Linked DNA regions of Muntiacus reevesi: region 2 is linked to region 1. Evidence: chromatin contacts called from public Hi-C data. All regions are on one chromosome and are shown on one strand. Each heading gives the region's core, a stretch centred on a gene start, on an enhancer-like site or on the middle of the called end of the contact. The rest is flanking DNA. Distances are from core to core; before and after follow the strand shown.

Region 1 (3,645 bases), core at 371-2,870:
TAGAAACCTCCCTTGGAAAGTCTCTCTTCCCCTCGAGAGGAGGTATTACTCTGTGATACATGAGGAAAGGAAGCTGGGAGAGGGGAAGGGACTGGTTTAAGGTCACTTAGTGGCCATGGCAGTGGAAAGCACCCAAGTCTGGTCCAGATCCTCCTGCCTCCAACATGGGTTCCACCTTCTCAGCAAAGCTCAAGACTTTTATAAAAGTCCTTCAGCGTGCCAGGCTCAATGCTGACTGTCAGTGCCTGCTACAGCTCCACAAGACAGTACCTCCCTGTGTTTCTCACTTTAGTCGCTGCAGTCACTACCCCTCCAAACTTACCTCCAAACTCAGTTAGGCCTAATCCTCACATGGCAGCCAGAGGCCTCTTTTTAGGACACATTGGGAATAGATCCCTGCCAAGCTTCAACCCCTCATGCTTGCTAGAGCCAAGAAGATAACACCAAGACTCTTCAGCATGGCCTGCAGGCCCTCCCTGTCTTTCTCTCCCAGCCGACAAGGCCTGTCCACTCTGGTCCCTGCACGCTTCACCGCCACACCTGCCTTCCCCTGCCCTCCACCCACACTGGCCTTGTCTACTATATTGCCTCTGCTCGAAACCCTACCAGCCTCTTCACCAAGCTCATCCTCAATTACTCCTGGAGCTCAGGTGAAGCACTGCCTCCCCTTTCCGGACCGGCGCCCCGCGTTTCCTCCGGAGCAGCAGTAACTAGATAACGGTGTAGCTTGTGCAGTTTGTCCGAAGGGCGGGGACTTCCAGGTACAGCCCTGAGCCCGCCCCGTACCCGGCTGGCACTCGAGCATTTGTTAAGAAACGAACCAACAAGAACGCCGACTTAGCCTTGAACCCTGCACAAGTGTCTGCTTAGAAGATTCCCCACGGCTCGCTGGCCGCGCGCCTGGTTCCCACCACCTCCGAGCCCGACTGCCCTTTCCGGGGCTGCTGTCCCGGTGTTTTTTACACACGGTCCCCCAGCGCCTCTCGAGCGGGGCCTGGCAGCATCAACCCGGTCCCCGCCGAGGCCGCCGCACTCTGCGCCGTTCTGGGCCGGCGGAGGGGGAGACGCCGCGGGGACCTTTGTCCAGGACACGCCTCCCTTCCCCCCGCAACAGCCCGACCCGACGGGGTCAAGGTCGGCCAAGTTCTCGCCGCGGCTCGGTGTGTGGGGGGGCGCCCACGGACTCAAAGGCCCGGCGCCGGGTCCCGGAGGAAGAGAGGAGGCGGCCGAAACGAGAAGCCTCTGGTGCGGCTGGGTGACTGGGGCGAGCAACTGCCCCCCGGGGACTCAGTTTCCCCTCAGCCGAGTGTGGCGGACAACACGAGTTCCCGCGAGAACCGGCGCGGGCTCAGCAGCCGCGGGCAGCGCCCGGCGCCCGGCACTCGGTCTCGCGACGGGCCGGGCCGGAGGGCCGCGCTCCCGCTCGCGTTCCCGCCCTGGGGCGGCAGTCGGACCTACTCTCACCTCAGACTGCGGCTCCGGATTCACTCACCTCACGGCCCCTCCTACCACAGCGGGCCGCCCAGTCTCCCTCGCCCTCACTTCCGCTGACCCACCCCCCGGAAGCGATCCCTTGCAGCTGCGCACCGAGCCACGGCAACACGCGTCTTCCGGAAGCGGCTCTGCTAGGGGCGAGGCGAGAGAGGAGCCTGCGGGGCCGAGGCGGGGCGATAAAGGGGATACGCCTACCATAGGCCACGCCCCCTCCTGGGGAAAAAGTTGATGGCGCCGGGAAACCACTGAGGTCAGCCGGCTCTTTCCCACTCTCCACGCCCACTCCCCACGCTTAGTCCCGATCCAACCTTTGGAAGGCATCTGTGTTGCTATTCGGCCTCCAGACTGATCGGTGTCTGCTGTCCCCACCTCGACTACAAACTTCAGAAGCTTCGCGCCGGTGTTCAAGGCTCCAGACTCAGTGCTTGCCCCACCTCCTCTCACTCTGGTTCCTTCAGTTTATTTATTTATTTATTTGTAAATTAATTTATTTTAATTGGAGGCTAGTTACTTTACGATATTGTAGTGGTTTTTGCCATACATTCACATGAATCAGCCATGGGTGTACATGTGTCCCCCATCGTGAACCCCCTCCCACCTCCCTCTGGTTCCTTCAGTTTATGCTTCCCAGCCAAGACCCTCTACAGTCTTCTCTGCACCAAGAATGAGCCTCTTTCTCCTCTTGACTCTTGCCCTCCAGTGCTTTGTAGCTTTCTTCTATTTTAGCCGTTGGTGTCACACACTCCTACCCACTCCGGTATATTGAGTTGGTTGATCAGATGGGTAGACTGAGAAGCGAGACCCCAGAGGCCTTGCAAAAGAGATCCACATTCCTCCCAGGCTCACTCACCCACTCTGTTTTTGTGCTCAACGCCCCAGAGTCCTGGTCACCATGGCATCCAGGCCTGCGTCACATGTTCTCCTCTGACTTCAGTACATGACTATGCCTGGCTCCCAGGCTGTTCTTTCCTCTCAAAGCTTGAAAGTCCTAGCTGTCAGGGACAGATGGGCTTCATTATGGGGAGAATCTGTGCTGTCACACAGGCCTCGTGGTCAGACAAACTCCTTCTTACTTTAATGCCCTATTGTTGCTTTCTTGAAATTAACAAATATTTTTTTTCAACAAGGGCCCTGCATTTTCATTTTGCACTGGACCCTGCAAACTATGTAGCTGGTCCTAGTCAGAGACTGTGTCCACCCTGATTCCCACCATACTGCAAATGATGAAATCTGACTTCCAGGTACAGCCTTCTTTCCAGGATGACAAACGGTTGCTTTAATCATCGCTTTCCCGTCCTGGGCAATGGCAGATCTTGTGAATCCACTCCAGTTGCCTTTCTTTGGATGTGGTAGTGCAGTCTTTGTTTTTCCCGAAGATCCCTTTTACCTAGTACACGACTCTATCCCCCAGCAGCTGTGCTGGCTTCTCACAGCTGCCCCATTCTCAGAATGGAAGCCCTAACCAAATAAGTTACTCTACCTCTAAGAGCCTAGGAGTGACTGATACAAGAGGCCAGTTCAATCTGGCGGTATGGTTTATGCTCTAGAGCCTTGCTCCTGCGGTCTGATCAAGGTTTGGCTTTCAGATTCTATTCCTCCACAAGGGTCTTTCTTTCCCCCTTTCTTCTTCAATCCTTCTTTTACAGGTTTTTCCTTAATTTCACACCCTCAAAAAAAAAAAAAAAAAATTACCTAATGCTTTTCTCCGGAGAAGGCAATGGCACCCCACTCCAGTACTCTTGCCTGGAAAATCCCATGGATGGAGGAGCCTCGTAGGCTGTGGTCCATGGGGTCGCTAAGAGTTGGACACGACTGAGCGACTTCACTTTCATTTTCACTTTCATGCATTGGAGAAGGAAATGGCAACCCACTCCAGTGTTCTTGCCTGGAGAATCCCAGGGACGGGGGAGCCTGGTGGGCTGACATCTATGGGGTCACCCAGAGTTGGACACGACTGAAGTGACTTAGCAGCAGCAATGCTTATCTCAGGCTTCTAAGATGATGGATTTAACTTCAGAATCTTTCTCAACACCAAACACCAGATTCTAAAAACAGTAAGTTCTCTAGGTCTGTCGCAAATTTATTTTAAGCAAGTTACTCGAGACTTCTGGTGACAAATAAACTAGTCCCCAAAGGTATTCCAATCATGCT
Region 2 (3,645 bases), core at 624-3,123, 180 kb before region 1:
CTGTGACATTCCTCCTCCTGGGAAGTTTAAAACTTTTGGCCAGCAGATGTCCCCAGCATGGCCTACTCTGGGAGTCGGAAACAGAGAAACAAACTGCAGTGGCCCCTCTCCTAACTAGGGACTCTGATTAGTCATGAGTTCTGTGCCAGCTGCAGAGCACTAATTAATTAGCTGAAGAGAACCATCTCTGATGTGCACTAAGCTTTTTATGTTCTGCCATCACGGCCACCAACCACAGCTTTAATTAAATCTGGGCTTGATTACACAGTGTGGTGCTATAATCACTCTCCCCTGATGCCTTTATTTTGATCCCTGGAAGGTTGGTGGTGGTGACAGCGTGTCAGGAGGAGACGAAGGTCTAAAAGCCTGAAGCATGGAATCTGGACACTGGCAATTTGAGGGTATGTGGTTGGGAGGGAGGAGGGATCAGCTGTAGGACTCATCACCTGACCTCAAAGAACTCACAGTTTAATGGAGAGTCAAGACCTCCCACTGAGGAGATGGCACAGGGCAGTGTGAGGTAAGCCCCCAAATGAGAGGTACAACTGATAGGGGATGGAGGTCGTTTGGACTGGAGGGGAATCAGGGAAGCTCCGTGGAGAAGGAGGATCAAGAGGAATTGTAAAGAACTGGGTTAGATAGCCGCAAAGCAGGGCAGAGTGTTTGGTGGAGAGAAGAGCGTGAATAAAAGTGTGGAGGGAACAATGAGAACCTACGACATCTTGAGAGTGGGTGAACGTAGCTGGGGGCAGGGCAGAAGAGCGATTCCTGTCAGAAAAAAAAAAAAAAAAAGAAAGAAAAAACCATGAGCAACACTTCAGAGTAAGTGGTGGTTTGGGGCAGGTTGGGGAGGACCTAGAATGTCAAGCTAAGAAGCTGGGACCTCATTCAGCAAGGAGTAGGAAGTTTTTGAAAGTTTCTAAGTTGCTTGGATGATCCAGTTTTCTTATGAAGTTTACCAGACTTCTGAGGACGTGGCCTGCCTTCCCCCTCAGGTGTGCCTCGTGATTCCATTCCTCACACTCTGTGCTCCAGCCAGAGTGTTAAATATTCTTCATACTCTCTGTATTCCTGGCCAAGTCCTATTCCTTCAGTTCGCAATGTTAACATTTCTCTAAGATCTCTACGAAGCCTTGAAGACACCGTCCTATTTCCCCCAAGCCTGGGCAGGTGCGCTCTTTCAAGAAGGCTCCCATAACCCCTTGCGCTTTCCCCACTAGAGCAACTATCGCTGTGTGATTCTTCGTTTGTCGGCATCCTCCGCTGGACTGTGAATTCTTCTGAGGTTAGCAACAGTAACTTGTTCACCAGGGTGTCTCTAAAAACCAGCATAGGGCCAGCAAAGTGAGAGTGGATGGAGGAGGGGCTAGGGACAGAGGGACACGGAGGAATCTGTTTCCTCTCAGTTCTTGGCCAGGAGTTTCTGAAGGACAATTGAATATCACACGTGTCAACAGATACAGGTTCGTAAAGGACACAAGACTTGCTCAGGTCTCCTCCTCAGCTCCCCTGTGAATAAGGCTAATCCCTGTTTATCCCCAGACACACCCAGGAATTATTTGAGGAACGCTGAGGCGGAGGGTTACTAACCGGGACTATATACAGTAATCCTCCGCTCCGGCTTTGTCATCCTGGTGGCGGCTCCTCGACCACCAGGGGGAGGAATAGTGCTTCATTCCGAACTTCGGACGGGTTCACAGAACGAGGAGGGGGCCGTGTAGAACTCTGGGAATTGTAGTCCTGGGATCTTATGGGCAATCTTCGCGGTGCACCTCGGAAGTTATAGTTCTGGACAGAGGTGGGACATGCTTGTAAGCGCCAATGTCGAGTTCTGGAAACTACAATTACCAAGGGGCCACCGGCTCCTGGGCAGTTTCTCGTTTCCGTCGAGTTGACCGTCTGGGCTGCTTCTGAGGGATCAACGTGACTGGGTAAGTTTGGAGAAAACATCTATTCTGAACTGAGGTGTCTGCGGATTTTGCCACATTCCAGCCCGGTTTGGGGGCTCCTCGTCTCAATCCCAGGAGCTCCCAATTAGTCTTTCACCTTTTCTGTTTCCTGTTGAGACACCGCCAATATCCACCCGCACCTTTATTCTCCCACTCTCATCTTGCATTGTCACTCCTGGTGCCCTTGGAGCCCCACCGTGAGCTCTCAGCATCCCCTTTCTGAAACTTGGGCTTCTTTGTGCTCCGCACCTTCTATGTGCTTCACTCTTACCCTCACTTTCTTGGTTTTCATGCTAATGGAACAAGGGTCACCATTCCTTCTTCCCAATCCACGGAGTTGCTCAGAACTGGAATTCAGCAGAACTGGGTTTTATTATTGCAGCTCTGCAACTCCTTTGCTGCATGACCTTGGGCAGATCATACCCCCTCTCTGGGACTCACTCTCTTCATCTACGAAGTGGAGATGACAGTTGCTCTCAGTCTTAGCTTGAGGCTATATTCTGGAGCCAATAAGCTAATACGTGTGAAAGTTCTTTGTAAACTGTAAAGCCTCCACAAGCGAGAGAGATTATTTTTGCTGTAATTATTAATGCTCTGAAATACTCTCATCTTGGCTCCTTTTATAGTTCTGCCCCTTTGTTGCTCAGACCTGCCCCTTGAGTGCCTGGTGTCTGCTTTCTCTAAGAACAGGATGATATTTCCTCACTTCCCCAGAGACCACAGGCTAATGAGAGCTTTGTCTGAAAGGAAGCCCCAGAGAAGTGCTTATCTTGGACTGTGTCCTGAAATAGCCAGGGATGATAAGTCCACACAGCTGGCAGAAGGGTGGTCCCTGCTCACTGGAATTGGGGCCCCAGCAGGAGATGGACAGCTGCAATGTAAACCCTCTCTGTTCCCTTTGGGCTCTTCTGGGCCTGTTTAAGGGCTTCCCTGGTGGCTCAGACGATAAAGAATCTGCCTGCAATGCAGGAGACCTGGGACTGATTTTGGAATAGGTGTCTCAGACCTGATAAGACTGGAAGAAAAGAAACCATTTTGTCAAAGGATTTAATCCAGAAAACTACAAATACCACCCCCACCCCCCACCCCCCCAAAAAAAAGCTTGGCTGGGCATAATGAAAGAGAGATATAACATTGTTAATTAATTCCTAACATTTTATGAGCACTTAAAATGTACCAGACCCTAGGCAATATCACTTTTGTTACTAAATTTCATTTATGAAGTGTCTTCATTTTACTCTCTAGGAACTTAGGCTAAGAGGTCATATAGCTAGTTATGGTTATTATGCCTTCTATATGTTAAGTGTTTGACATACTTTCATTTAATCCTCATCAGCAACTTCATGAGTGACTGTTATTTCTATCATGTGGAAAAATTATCAGAGGCTTAGAATTGAAGGAACTTGCTCAAGGTTAAACAGCCAATTAAATGTTGGAGGTGGAATTCAGACTGTCACCAAAGCCTTTCTTTTCCCACTATACCATATAGTCTAATTTTTAGATCAAAAAGACAGAGATTAAAGAATTGAAAGGGTTTAAATCAAAGCCAAATAAAGGAAGCATTTATGGGGTTCCTCTGTGTGGGGAAAGCATGAAGATAGATGGTTTATCCTCCAAAGAAATATAAAACACATTCTACCTCTGTAGCGTATCTGAAGAAATAAGGCATAAGTGTGTAAAAAATTAAATAGCATGC

What was found. Hi-C and Micro-C count contacts between places; a contact is called where the count stands out from the background.
Region 2: a contact with region 1 is called in a Hi-C map of blood, with 2.0 times the contacts expected there. The contact joins the promoter of PAFAH2 here to the promoter of MTFR1L in region 1. A contact is called at or near these places in 2 of 3 Hi-C or Micro-C datasets (blood and muscle).

Annotation. Positions count from the first base shown.
Region 1 is chr3:110,548,326-110,551,970 of mMunRee1.1, reverse strand. MTFR1L (mitochondrial fission regulator 1 like) reads right to left here and starts at 1,620. Exons shown (of 7, transcript XM_065930096.1): 1 at 1,493-1,620.
Region 2 is chr3:110,731,945-110,735,589 of mMunRee1.1, reverse strand. It overlaps PAFAH2 (platelet activating factor acetylhydrolase 2), which reads left to right and starts at 1,873. Exons shown (of 10, transcript XM_065930103.1): 1 at 1,873-1,931.